Linked DNA regions of Rattus norvegicus: region 2 is linked to region 1. The links are chromatin contacts, called in public Hi-C maps. All regions are on one chromosome and are shown on one strand. Each heading gives the region's core, a stretch centred on a gene start, on an enhancer-like site or on the middle of the called end of the contact. The rest is flanking DNA. Distances are from core to core; before and after follow the strand shown. Region 1 has its middle 68 kb from the start of Btg1. Region 2 has its middle 220 kb from the start of Btg1.

What was found. A called contact is a pair of places that touch in the nucleus more often than the background predicts.
Region 2: a Hi-C map of liver shows a contact between it and region 1, with 4 times the contacts expected there. The contact joins two enhancer-like sites. A contact is called at or near these places in 2 of 12 Hi-C or Micro-C datasets (kidney and liver).

What each region holds. Positions count from the first base shown.
Region 1 is chr7:33,292,354-33,299,827 of GRCr8, forward strand. No RefSeq gene overlaps it. Among named protein-coding and RNA genes, the nearest start is that of Btg1, 68 kb to the left of the region's middle. Within about 2 kb of position 3,703, at least 5 of the 93 cell types and tissues checked have an H3K27ac peak or open chromatin away from gene starts, as enhancers often do. A contact at or near this core is called in liver, where this site is marked.
Region 2 is chr7:33,447,572-33,455,045 of GRCr8, forward strand. No RefSeq gene overlaps it. Among named protein-coding and RNA genes, the nearest start is that of Btg1, 220 kb to the left of the region's middle. Within about 2 kb of position 3,315, at least 8 of the 93 cell types and tissues checked have an H3K27ac peak or open chromatin away from gene starts, as enhancers often do. A contact at or near this core is called in liver, where this site is marked.

The DNA of each region.
Region 1 (7,474 bases), core at 2,453-4,952:
GTGCTAGAAATCTAGCTTTTGTGAGTTGTCAACCACACTAAGGTGGCTTTATGATGACTCAGCTGCCTGGGAATCCCCAAGCATCAGGTCCCTGAGTCTGTTTGTTGGACTCAAGTGGAGCAGTCTCATTCATTTGTGGTTATACTCTTATTGGGGGTGAACAGAGACATCCTTAGACAGTTCATGTATCTTTGGGAATATCACACAAAAATGCGTCTCTAAATGTTTATCCTCTTGCCTTGTAAGGAATTGACGGCTCCAATCTAGTTTCCAGGTTACTTCCAGGCGGCTAAGCTATTCGCTCTTCTCCAAGAGGACGTAACACCAGTAAAACAAAGCTATCAAACTGGGCTAAGTCAGCTGTTTAAAGACTGTGCAGTGTTATGGTTACATGCAAAAGATCTGCTCAACACTGGGCTCCTCTCAATCATATGTGGGGGAGGGGCTCATGAGGCTCTGTCCTTTCCAGAGGAAATACTGGCCATTATCGGTTGGGGGATTGGGGTATGGGTGTCATTTTTCTTCAGTGGTGTAGACACTGGAAAGTGTCCCAAAGTCTGGTAAATAGCCTTGCATCCATGTTTGTGCAAGCAACCCTAAGTAAACTCCATGGGTTACACAAAACCTAACCCAGAAAGCATGGAAGCAGTGTGTGACAAGGGAAGGGGGAGGGGGAAAGGAAGGGGGAGTTTGTGGTGGAGGGGAGGCTGAGGTGGAAGGTAGGGAGAGGGTAAGAGGGAAATGGTGGTGGAGGGGAGGGGGAAGGTAGGAGGGAGGGGGAGGGTATGGGGGAGGGGGAGGTGAATAGAAGGGGGAGAGGGTGGGGATGGGGAGAAGTAGGGAGCCTTTTTTAGGATGAAGAAGGGTCTCAGTGGGGGATGGATGAGAGAGAGAATAATGGAAGCAGTGAACAAAAATGCATTATATACACATTTGAAATTGTCAAAAAACAAAGAATAAATAAAAGAAACAAAACAAAACAAAACCCCAAACACACAAAGGCCAGGGCTGCATTCAGAAAGTACCTACTGCCAGCAGAATATCGGGATGTAATTAGGTTATTTGATGTTGGCTTTGAACTGAAGTCTTTTGGAAGTAGAATCACCTCCTCCAGGGGTTATGGGCTGTTTAGGCAGAATCTTCATCTCAAGCCCTTGAACTCAGATCCCAGATCAAGCCAACAGTTTTTGTTTTTCAATTAAATTAAATTAAAAAAATTTTTTTTATTTTTTCTATTTGGCCAACAGGAAGAATTAGCCATTTTTTATTTATTTTATTTTATTTTATTTTATTTTATTTTATTTTATTTTAGTGTTGGAAGGTTCTTAAGACTTCTCAAAAATTAGAAAAGTCATGAAAAGCAGAGGGAACCTTGGGCCCCATTTGAATGTTTCTCGTCCTTGCTTTACAGATGCTGTATGAGTAAGGAGCAAGAGATAAGAAAGGTGTGCCCTGGAGCTGACCTTGAGGAAAACTATGTGTATCAGTCTTGTCTTAGGGTTTACTGCTGTAAACAGACACCATGGCCAAGGCAACTCTTACAAGGACATTTAATTGGGGCTGGCCTACAGGGTCAGAGATTCAGTCCTTTATCGTCGGGGCAGGAACATGGCAGCATCCAGGCAGGCATGCTGCAGGAGGAGCTGAGAGTTCTATGTCTTCATCTGGAGGCTGCTAGGAGAATATCGAATTCCAGGCAGCTAGGATGAGGGTCTTAAAGCTCATGCCCACAGTGACACACCTACTCCAAGGCCATACCTACTCCATTAGGACCGCACCTAATCTTTCTACTCCCTGGGCCAAGCATATACAAACCATAACAAGTCTCCTAGGGCTGCCGTAGCAAAAAAACCATAAAGCTTAAACAACAGAAGTCCATCATGGACAACATGCTGGAGGACATCCATCTAAGATTAGCTCAATGGTCAAGGCTGGCAGAGTGTTTCTTCTTAAACCCCATGAGAATCAGAGTCCCATCTTTCCCTTCTGGCTTCTAGTAGTTTGATGCCAATTTTTGGGTTTCTTTGGTTCTTCGATCTGTTTTTCCAATGTCTACGTTCATACTCACTTGGGAATTTTTCTGCACATGTGTAGGTCTTCCTCACCACCAACTCCCAGGATTTGCCGTAATGGCTTCATCTTCAGCTAATCTCTTGCAAAAGTGGTTTATCTAAGTAAAACTAATTCCACAACTTGTAAAGTTAAGGTTATCAACACATTTTAGGCTGGAGCTAGAAAAAGCTATTAGTCTTCCCCCACCCCCCTCTGTACTCAGATGTGAATATGAAGATGGTTTCAGTTTGGTTAGGACTACAGGCCCCAGCATGAAGTTGTCCTTTCTTGGCATTCTCATTGCAGTGTCCTCTGCCATTTTCCTTCACGTGCCTTGCATGTACTGCTTCCACATAAAATTATTACTAAGGTTAGTTTGTTATTTTCACTGTAGTTTTCTAAAAGTAAACAGCTACATACAGGACTTGCAAAAGAAGATCAACAAATGCAACTCTCACTTCAATTATGAGAAATTGATTCAAACCTGACAGTGCTTGTGAGAGTGAGAAAATAGGAGATATTTGAAGTTTTCACTGGTTATTCTAGGATTCTTTCTGACAGTTCCAAAATCTGTCACACACCCTGTCCCCAAAGGGTGATTTCCTAAAAGGCATCCTTACAAAGTCCTGAAGAAGATACCTTAGGTTCTGTGACAAGGCAATAGCTTCCTTTAGGTTCCACTAGTTTTGATTTTAACTGTTAAAAAGTTACACACACACCCACACCCCTCACCCCCATCCCTCTAGTCATATGACTGTTTTAAATGTGCCACCAGCTGTCTGCCAACGAGAGACCCAGAAGAGAAACTGTTACTGGCCTCCCCCCAGAGAGACCTCCTTTATCTCAAAGAACTGAATTGCCAGGTGGAATTGAGTAAACTCTGGGGTTGCAACACAACTGAGGCATAAAGTTCACCATCAACGTAAAACAGCCAAGCCAGTTCTGCTTTTTAATGTCCTCTAAACTGAAGGGACAGAGCAATATAAACAAGGGTGAGGCCACAGCCACGGGGGAGTGAGAGCCATGTTATATTGACAGCTAATGAGTGAACAACAGCTCTGTCATCTTTATGTGCAGGATACTGCCTTGTTTATATGTCCCCAAAGTTTGCTGTGAAATCCCGGCCAGGAAGAGAAAAGTGTGGAAACTGCAAGAGAGGTTGTTTGTTTCTTGCTGGGTTGCGTGATTCACAGGCTAACAGATTGAAAAGAGCTTTGAGGAGAGCAACAAGTTGACACTCCTTGTTTACTTAAGTAAAGATGCTCTAAAATGGGCAAAGTTGAATGGCTTGGGGTTTCAAGTCTAACTTTGTAAAATGGGAGATAGAAACACCTAGATGGTCTGTTAAGATGAACTGTTTCTAACCTGTGTATTTTCCAATGACCTTCTCTCTCCTTTGACCAATGTCACACAGCTTATGTTAGATACAGAGAAGTGATTAGATAATATTTCTTAGTGTCGTGTCTCACTGATGCCCAGCGGAATCTCAGTATACCAGGATAAGAGTCCTTAAGTCTCTCAAATGAATGGACTCTGAGATTTTCCCCCACAGTTAGCTCTTTCAAACCTCCCACCCCCACCCCAGCAGCTTTTACCAGAGCTGCTAATGATTAACCAAAGGAACCGCCTGGATGGAAACTTTTTCAGACCTCTCCAGAGTGAGGCTTGCCAAGAGTAGTGCAGGGGGCAGCCAGAATAAGGAAGAGAAGTGCAAGCCAGGAGTCTGCAAAAAACACACATGTGCAACTGAACGTCTTGGCTCCTGGACAGAAAACGCCTCGAGACACCGAAAGCTCTTTCTCCCTTTGTATATTTACAGATTCAGGATCCAAACTCACAGCACCAGACGATGCTCTGTGTTTCCTCAGTGGTGTTTACTTAATAAGCCTGTCAGTGACTGGCTACAGCCTTGTCTCAATCACTGCCTCTATTTCAGCCATCTTGACCTTCTAAGGGAGACCCACGTAGGGGTTTTGGAAGAGGATGAAGAGAAATCTTTGGGGTGGGGATGGTTGGCTGGGGGCAGCGGTGGTTCATGGTGTTGGAACATAAAACAGTCTGTGCATGGTATTTCTTTATAGATGTTGGCAATCAAAGAATGTTTGAGTTAAGTATGAAGACAGAAGAGAAGCAAGTTACCCATAACTTCTACCTCAAACACTAATGAGAAAAATTTGCTTTGCTATGTGCTGGTTGTGGGAAGAAGGATGGTTGAGTGCCCTTTCATTTACTACTCCCTTCCTCTGATGAAGTTGGGTCAGAGAGAATTGCTGGGTCCCTGGAAAGTCCCCCTGGTTTTTGACAGGACCAGAGTCTACTGTCTTGTTAAAGATAGGTCAGCCCCACCCACTTTTTAGAATAAGAAGTCAAAATACCCTGCTACATACAATGTATTCACATTGATCATTCGATCAACTGACTCCGATCTATCAAATATTAAGAGGTTGTCATGGCCACCCACAAATCCCCAGCTCCTAGCACAGAACAGGAGGGGTTCAGTGGTTTCTTATTGAGCAAATGGATGATAGGCTGGTTTGAAGTTAGTTACCCTTGACTTAGGTGGTTTGCACCAATGTTGGCTGGTTGGATAATATGGCTCCACGTAGGGCAACTGCCTATGCATCACATGCCCCTGTCATGATAAAATGCCTGTCGTAAATACATAGGTTCAGGACAGGGGTGCTTAGCCTGGTGTGCTTGGGCAGAATGTGGAAGGAGGGAGCATGTGATACAGATGGGCAGAGAAAGAGAGAGACAGAGAGAGAGAGACAGAGAGAGAGAGAGACAGAGAGACAGAGACAGAGAGAGACAGAGACAGAGACAGAGAGACAGAGAGAGACAGAGACAGAGACAGACACACAGAGAGAGGCAGATAGAGACAGAGGAACAGAGACACCGAGAGACATACTGTTTCCAAGTAGGCTCCCACCTCTCAGTAAAAGCCATCCTAGTCTGAATCCATCAAGGGTTGGCCCAATCATCAGTTCAGAATCTGATTGTCAACACGGACGCCCCACTCTTGTCCTTTGCTTCCATCCTAGGTGTCATTAAAAAGAAGAAAAGACATGGGAAGCACAAGGGGGACTGCAGGAGAAGAGGAACGGGTGCAGTAGGATTGGAAGGGGACAAGACAGGGTAATAGGGACGACTGTGAACAAAACACATATGTATGCAACACATGTATGCAAAAACAAACAGATATCTGACAAGCTTAACTATTGTCATGTCTTCTTCAAATTTGTCTTCCAGACGCAGACACACGTGCACGCGTGTAGGCACACATGCGCACACCCAAGCCCAAACATGATTGCCAAAGAAGCAAGCAAGATTTGTGTTTTAATTTTAATTTGTCAAGTGCTCTTCTTTGAAGTTCTAGAGAAGTCGCCTAGACTGCCATCTGGTTGAAAATGAGGATGTTACTGTGCTTCTTGGGATGTTGTCTTGAGGAGTAGTAAGATGTGCTTTTTTTAGAATATTCTAGAACAATCATTCATGGAATGTGTCATGTCTATACTGAGAGCTCAGTAAATAGTTGATGATTTTATTAATACCAAAGCTGGTTTTTGGAGTGTGTGTGTGTGTGTGTGTGTGTGTGTGTGTGTGTGTGTGTGTCTGTGTGTCTGTGTGTCTGTGTATGTATGTAATTTTGCATAAATACATATATGTTTGTTACTCTGAGAAGTGGGTCGTTAACTCTTTGCTTGACTTCCCCTCCCCACTTTCCCCTTTTCTTTCACTCAGCTACCCCGCCCCTGAGGTGTGTAAGTCTAGTTGGCCACCTTAAATGTCCTTCTATATTTTCCCCCTTGCTTATATTATAACCACAGTTGTACATCCATGTACACAAATGGGGGAAGATTGTCACCGGTTATTTTATGAGTAACATACATTTTCTGCATCTCTTTTTATTATCACTCAAAAGTGAGTGTAACAGAAACCCCTCAAAAGCAACCATTTATCTCAGCCAAACCTAGCTCTTCCCTGAAGATTATACACCGTGAAAATGAGCTATAACCCACTCCCACATTTACCATGAACTGACATTTGATTTGCTCTCCTCTCCTTTATATTTTTGTCAAGTGAAAGTCTCACATTGGTGTCCTTTTATAAATGCCTTACAGGCCATCGATTTGTGAGAATGGTCAGGGAGAGAAATTACAGAATGGAAAAGCCCATGCGATCTCTAATTTGTTTAAATGTATACTACTAAATGGCTTTCTAAAAATAATTTCGGCAGTTAAATTTTTCTTAGTTATTTTTCTCTTATTTGTACACAGTACAGGCTAAGAAGCATGTGAAAGCTGAATTCTGTTTGAATGCACAATGTTCCATGTCTTCCACACATGTCTGTTTGTCCCCAATATGACACCTATACCGGAGTGTGTATAGACGATATAGACGATGCTTGCAAATATTTGTCATTCTCTTTTTTTTTTTTTTGCTCTTTTTTTTCGGAGCTGGGGACCGAACCCAGGGCCTTGCGCTTCCTAGGCAAGCGCTCTACCACTGAGCTAAATCCCCAGCCCCGGTCACTCTCTTTTTTTCTTTTTTTAAATGTACTTCCACCGACTTCTACTGGTTCCAGATCTCTGCTTATCATTTGATCCCGCAGCCAAAGGAGCCAAAAGGTTGTGGATAAGAAGAGAGCTCAAGGCCCTGGGTTCGGGTCCCCAGCTCCGAAAAAAAAAAAAAAAAAAAAAAAAAAAAAAGAAGAGAGCTCTGTTCTAGTACAGATTTCAAGTTAACCAAGGATCTCCAAACCTCCCTCCCTTCTGAGCATTTTGACCGTGTACAAATACCAGACGCACTTTCCTCAGAACGAAGCAGTGTATTTTCCAGTGGTGATATTTCCTACTGCTCGGCACCCATGGCCTTTAGATAACTTTGTTTGCGTTGTTACACTCTCAAGATTCCGCACGTCTCCACACGCACCCTGACCACGTACGCTTTCTATAGTAAGTAGCTAGAGAAAGCAGCAGCAAGCCACACTGTTTATCAGAGAAGATAAGCAAGAACGAAAAGAGCAAAGACTTGCTCAGGGGTAGTTCCTATTCACACTGACTGGTGTGTGTGTGTGTGTGTGTGTGTGTGTGTGTGTGTGTGTGTGAGCGTGTGTGTATGTGTTTTGATTTTAACTTAAATACTGTTAAAGTCGTTGGGGACTCAGGATGGAACCATTTAATAGTCTAATGTGAAAGGTAATAATGTTTGGCAAAGATCCTTTCTTGTCCTGGGCTATGTCTCACGCGTTCATGACTAAAGGGTATTGCTGTTTTATGGGTTTTCCCTCCTGCGATCTTTTCAGAGAACTGTCTCCCTAGCTCCCCCTCTATAAATCTGGACCTGAGGGCAGGGCCAGAAAGTTTTAAGGAATTGAGTTCCAGGTGCAGGCTTCCTAGCAGGAGACAAGTTTCTCGATCCC
Region 2 (7,474 bases), core at 2,065-4,564, 150 kb after region 1:
CCCTGCAGCAGACATTGGTGAGGATGCAGGCCGACTCTCATGCTCATAGAAAAGGATGATGGGGCTGGGACATGGCTCTGAAGGAAGGGTGCTTTCTGTGTAGGTAGAACCCATGCTCAAAAATGCCTGGTGACAAGTGCTCTAGAGGTGAGAACTAGGGGATCCCTTGGCTTGCTGGCCAGCCAGCTTACCCAAATAAGTGATCTACAGCTCAGTGAGACATCATCTCTCTACAGATAAGGTAGGGAATGATTGAGAAAGAGAGTGGACATCCGCCTCCAACCCTCCACATATGCCTGCACATACATGTATTCTAAAGAAAGCCAAATGCTGTGAAACTCTGTCCTCCCTCCATGGCATGCTGGTTGTCCTCTCTCAACAGCTTTGGCTTGTCTGCAGAGGGCCCAATAGTGTTCCATCACGGACTGCAGGGAGGTGCTCACGAGGTCCCCACCCATCTGCAGGTATAGGAATAAATGGTTGCTGGTGGGGGAAATTCCTCAGCATTGGAGCTCCCTACACGTTGGTCATGCTCCAATCGGACTCCTCACTGAACACTGCTATAGGTAATCCCTTACCCATGTTTCTCTAGGTAACCCAGGTTATTCTGATTGGCTTGCTGATCTAGGCTTGAGTACAAGTGTTACTATTTATTTTGTTGTTGTTGTTGTTGTTGTTGTTATTAGCAGCTTATCTGGTATGGATAGAGATTTTGTTCATATCTCTCCAGGACAAATTGACAGAACACCAAACAATGTAGTCTGTGGAGTGTTGGAAGGGAGACTGGGATTTCTGGCTGGAGGGCTACCAACGGTGGTTTTCTAGAGAGGGAAGCCACATGGTCAGATCCATGCCGTGGGATGATTTACTCTACCAGTTGTGAGGACCAAGAGTTCAGTGAGGTGAGGGATGAAACATAACAAATTGACGGAGGAAATAGGAGCTGAGAAGCAGACTCAGGAAAGGAAGGTGATGATAGATCTGAAAGTTTTCCCCACATAAGCAGTCCCATAGAATTTACCAACAGGACTTGGGAGGGGTGCGGGGCTAAGGAGAGAGAAGTACAGGACCGAGTAGACACAAGCTGGATCCTATTAGTGTGCCTTCTAAAGATGAATAAATTAATACAGAAAGATAGAGCTCCGTGACCCAGATGGTTGCCTGTATTGGTAGAAATAGTAACATGGAGGCAGATAAAGCCGTGGGAAATGACTAGCTGGTTCTGCACGTCAGACATATTATAATGACGGTGTCTACTGGATGTAGACAAGAAAATATAGAGTAGATAACTGGAGCCATTGGCTTGAACATCCACAGCTGAATACCGAGACTTTAGAATGCTTAGGGAAGAAATAGAAGAGCAAATGCAAGAGACCACTTGGGGCACTGTGGGAAATTGGATTTCCCAGTCAGAAATTGGAAGGCAAGAAGGCATGAGAGGCAGAGAATTGAGAGTATGCTAGTAACTTTTCCCATTGGTGTGACAGCATTCGTGTATAAAGCAAGGAAGGGTTTGTTCTTGCTCAGTTTGAGAGTGCAGTTCGTTATGCTAGGGAGAAGCTGGCAGGAGGAGTGAAGCAGCTGGTCCCTACTTCATAAGAAAAATGGTGCTTAGTTCATTCTCCCTAAATTCAGCCTAGAGGAAGGAAAGGGGCCTCCCACATTCACAGAGGGTCTTCCCAATTCAGTTAACACAATCTAGAAGCTCTCTCATACATAGGCCCAAAACACTATGCTCTAGGTGATTTTAGATCTTGTCAGGTTGACAACCAAAGGGAGGCCAAGTGAGCAGGAAGAGTGAGATCACTTACTCTGTGAACTCTGGTGACAGTGCCTCTAGGAGGACCAGGGGCAGCCACATCTACAAAAACACCAGGGGCACACAGCTACAAAGGCATCTGCAGGAGGACCTAGTTGAAGACTGCCTGAGAGACCAAGGATTGCTGATGTGAACAATGTCAGCTAATTGGAAGCTGCTGTTTATATGAGATGCTTTCTTAGGACCAAAGGGCCCAGGTAGAGGGTATTAAAGGAGCTTGCAGCAGTAGACAGACAAGCTTTTACCTGCTTCTGGAGTCAGTGTCTTTGAATCCGGGCCATCTCACCTCCAACCCCCAAGGGCAGGTAGGGTCAGGCAGCGAGTAGTCCAAAGCACAGACAGCCAGTGCCAAGAATGTTAAAGGATGCCCAATCTTTTCCAGAGGTCAGTCATGAGACTTCACAAAGTAGCAAGACAGACACACGATAGGCAGACATACAGAAGACAGGGGCTAGTGCATACAAGAATAAATGTTCTGCCTTACTGCCAGTCAAGACACACAATCCATCGTGCTACTCTTTTTCCATAGGCAAGATATAGAAAACCCATGTTTCAGTTAGTTGTATGGGTAAAAGACCCACTGGGAGGGCGGCTGAGATCTCGCTTTTAAAAATGCTGCATGAAGCGAGTTTGAAGCTTTTCACTATAAAGAGATGACCAATGTTTGAGAAGACGTGTTTAAACATTACACAACGTATGCACGGATTAATGCACAGTATGGAAACTCATTCCCGAGTGCTATTCTATATTGGATAAAATAAATGTGAAAAAAGTTAAAAGGAAAAAGAAATAGAATACATGCCCCTAGCACATCTGGACTGGTTAATATGACCTTAGATGCAACCGTTGGGCAAACCTCATGAGAAGCTCTACAGGGCATACACTGGGTTTGTTTATTGTAGCAGAACTTATGAGGTGACCTTCTGCTTGAACTAGCAGTAAGCTTTTACTCTGCCATTCTCTCCCCTTCCCTACATTCCATCCAGTAGTGTGCCTCATAGAATTTTCCATTCTTTTCTTCCTTGGTCTGGACCAGCAACATTTGAGAGTCACTATTGCCCTGGCAATGTTCCTCTTTTTGCTCCAAGATTCCTTCAGTCTGTTTGTCTTCTATAATGTGACCAGAGAATAGTATTTTATTAAACTAAATGATACGGTGTAATTTTTCCTGCTTAAAATTGCCATATCAAGACTTTGAGTGGAGAGAGAGAGAGAGAGAGAGAGAGAGAGAGAGAGAGAGAGAGAGAGAGAGCTTGGCTCCTGCCTACCTTCCAATACTTGCGTTTTATTTCTGCTGTCTCACGACCATCTTTGACCTTAAAAGCTAGCATTCCTAACTGGCATTTTCAGGATAGAGGAAGCTGCTGTTTCTAGCTTTTGCTACTTGTAGCTTGCTTTCTCAGTTTTAGACCCCAGACAGCTCTCCTTACTAGCTGTCACCAGATAGACCAAAGTCTCCTCCTACCATTGCAAAAGTTTCAAATGCTGTCATAAATTGGCATGTATCCAGGACACCAGAGTCTAGCCTCTGCTCTAGAAATTTCTTTCCCCACATGGCTCCATTCCAGGGACACTACTATTTTCTCCATTTGGACATTTAGAACAAGCCCTCATTCTAAGCCTCTGCCTTGTGCTCATGGAACACCTCAAGTTAAATTTATATTTTCCTGACTTTGCTTCCTTTTCTGGACTCTGTCTCGTCTCCAAATTGCCAGTGGTTTCTGCTCTTCTCATTTGAGTAGCCACATGATTATGGGAACCTCCAAGGTGGGAGAAGAGCTAGTTATTAAGATGGGGCATGTAAAGTTTGGAACAACTTATTAGTAGCTGGGTGTGGCCCACACAACCTGGCAAGCAGGGAATCACAGCTCTTCAGCTTGAACTCACCCTGCGGAGGAGGCTCCGTTCCCAGCTCTTTAAAGAGCCTGGGCTTCGGTGCCAGCTGTTTTCCTTGTAAAACAGCTGACCAGTTTTGCTTGGTGCAATCAGAGACTTGGGTTCCTTCCCACAAGGGCAAACCGTTGACCCATTTCCGTGAGTACCGCAGAAAAATTTCCACGGGCCCAAGAGAGGTTTTGGGAAACGAGACAGATATCCACTCATTGTCTAAAATGTCAGGTAAGGCTTGTCGTTTTTCACCATTGAAAGGATACGAGTCAGAGGCATTAAGAACATGCCGGAAATTGCAGTGTTATCGCCCCCACTTGTTTCTTTATGCCCAAAGGGAAGTTTATTACTCACTAAGCAATCAGTTCTAACTCCCCCTTCGCCCTCGTTCCTGCAAACCCCTAATCTTGCCATCTTTAGAGATCTGCCTATTCTGAAAATTTCAAATACATTAAACTAAATTCAGTCTCTAACTTTTTGTGCCTGCTTCGTTCCTATGAAGCCTGAGTTCATTTATGTTGTGGCATGAACCCCGCCTCATGCCTTCCTTCCTTTTAATAGTTGAATACTATTCTACTGTGTGGGCAGGCCACATTATTTTTTTTTATATCCATTCATCTGTTGATGTGATTTGCGTAGTTTCCACCTGCAGGTTATTACCCTGAAAGCGCCATTATGGCTGTTGGTACACCAAGTTTTATTTGAACATCTGTTTCCAGTGATTTTTGGTGTGTGCTTAGGGGTGGAATTTGGTGGGTCCCATGGTAAAAAAAAAAATTCCATGTTTAACTTTAGTTGAAACTTGGCTTTTTTTTTTTTTTTTCTTTTCCTCCAGTGTTTCAACGATTTTACATTCTAACCAGGAATAAGCAAGGATAGGTTTGGGCAAATCCTAAGAACAAGTATTTATGTCAATAAGTGACTCATTAAAAGACGTTTACATGATAAGGAAAACATCAACTCAGAATCTTAAAGCGAGATAAAGTTATCCCCTCCTTCTTGGTTGAACAGCCCGAGATGGCTAATTATGAGTCAGTTCTGGAAAGTTCTGAGAGCAGCGTGTCAGGGCATCTACACAGAAGATTATCTGTGTTAAGGTTTTTGAAATAGTCACACGTCAGCTGTTCAGAAATACAGATTCGCACTTTGTGTGGCTGAGTTCTGCTTAGCTCTAGTGACACTGTTTCTGCTGAGGTTGGAAACCTCTTAAACCTGTCATTGAAAGGTAATGTGTTCTTTTCTGGCTTCGATCACAGCAGGGAATTAAAACTTGTAGTTCCTTTCAGAGCTTAAAGTCATTTAAAGTCAAATCAACTATGAGGGTAAGGAGGGAGCTGTTTTGAAGTCCAAACTCCCTCAGCCTCTCGGGGAGTCATTATTATGACATTGGGATGCACATGCTTGGTGGCTATTATTTCTGGGTAACATTTGCCTTTGCTGTATCTGCACAGGCTATATTAGCTAGGCCTTCTGGGATGTTTACATTTTCCAATGATGTTGACAGCCTTATCCAGGCCCTATGAAATCAGATATGGATCCCTTGAGCTTCCCTTTTTCAGATCCTTGGTCTCTTCCTATCCTCAGACCACTTAGCACTGGTTCGAGTGACATGTTCAGGGGATTCCATGGCCCTGCCCAGCACTCCTTAGCCATTAAGTGTCTAAGTCACCAAGTGTCACTGGTCTAGCGCAATACTCCATGCTAATCCTGTCTAGGCTAGAGTTTTAAGCTTTTGAAGCTTAAGTAAAGGTGCGAGTAGGAGATCCTATTGATAGAACGTCAAAGTCACACTAGAGTGTATGTGTTGGCAAGTCAAAAGGAGTCATTGTTCCTTCTAGAAAAGGAAAAGTCCAATGGAGACAACTTACACCGTGAACTAGATCATTGGCCTATGTGTAGTCTTCATCATCAACTCGACAAGATTTGAAATCACCAGACACACCTCTGGGCACGATCTGAGATTCTTTTTGTTTCGAAGAGGTTTAACCAAAATGGAAATCTCCAGCTCTAATTTGAGGAGCACCATTTTAATTAGCTAGTATTATGGTCCTAAACCATCAGGCAAAACCCATGCTTGGGTTTGATCTTAGATGTTTCATTTTTGGCATCCATTGCATTGGTTCTAGGAACCTTCAGCTTTGTACGATTGGATTGACAAGAGCATAGTTCCGGTGCAGAGCTTTGAATGTCACGGTCACTTTGTGCTTCATCGTCAATTGCTTAATCTTTAACAAGTGTAAGTAGGACTCTTAAGCAGTTCTCAGAAAACTGTAAAATTCTCTACCACAGAGAACACGGCCCTGTCTTAGATTTATAAAGCTGAGCTTTCTTCTTGGGCATGTCCCTGTTCCTACCAATCATCTAACAACTTGGGGGTCTGCTGGGGCAAATGGCCCAGATGGCAAGATCATCAACCCACACTGCTGGAAGAGTTGTTTCTTGCCCTGTTGGTCACTCAAGTTTATAATCTACCATGTAATCTACTTTGTGTCAGAAGTCTTCAGATATAGGTTGCCCCAGGAATGTGATATGGACTTGGTGGAAACAGGTCTGTCTCTCAGTTGAGAGGAGTAACTCATCAGGGTGATAGCCAAGGGCCATCAGCTAAGAGCAGTCTTGGCGTCTGAGAGTCGTATCCTGCCATTCCCCTATATTGATGCTCCCAATATGTGAGAGTCCACTGTGATCTCCAAGCAATATAATTTAGATAGGTTAGTGGTCTGTCAACAGAAAGCAGGTATGGTGAAATAACACTGGAGATACACTGAAGCAAAAGATTTCCTAAGAACTTGCCAGAATGTTTTCTCATGACTCGGTCCCTAGAGTGGTACTATTAGGAAATGACAGGCTTCATAAGACTAGACCTCATGGGAGGGTCTTAGGTCACTGGAAACATGTTCTTGAATGGGATTGTGAAACTCCTGTTCTCTTTTCTTTCTTTTGTTTACTGGTTACAAGATAAGCGATTTCTGTACTCCTCCATCCCTTCCTTCCTCCTTTCCTCCCTCACTCCCTCTCTCCCATTGTTATGTAGCAGTTAAATGGAGTACTAAAAGCCATAGATCACCCAACTGTGGAATGTAACCTCTAAACAATGGGCCCAGATAACCTTTGCTCCTTATAATTATCTCAGGTATTTTACTATAGTGACGAAAACCCATCACATCCGTTATTCCATTCATCCAGCATCTTCAGGAAGAATATGAAATAAAGTTGTCTTAGGCAAAAGTCAAAGAGAGAGAAAGAAAAGACAGAAGAAAAGAGTGAATAGATTAGAGAGGCTATCTTTAGCAACCTCTCCTTCAAGCTGCTCTCTCTGAAGGATCTGACTTCAAGTCAGAAAGACATGAGGCTAAAATGGATGGTAGAAAAGAAAACTAGAGAATATGTTAATGTGTGCTTGAACTCCCGTGAACACAGTCACAAGAAAATGCCGTAAGAATGTGTCGTAGACTTCAGTCAAACACCAAAGGGATCGTTGCTGTACGAAGCATATCCCGCACTTACACGTGGAATTTTATGCCTCCTAGAGAGGCCACAGTAATCTGAGCATCGGTTTGTCCACAAACAATGGTGCACACACACAGAGTGCCTTTTCTAAGGGAAAGGAAGACCAACAAGAATACACCAATGACACCCAATCTCACTTTTAAAAAGCAGCGTTAAATATGAACATGGCATCTGGTCTCACAGCCCTGTGACTTTTGTGGTAATCAGTTAGAAACATGCTAAAATTTTACTTTTTTTTTTTTTTTTTAAATACGACAC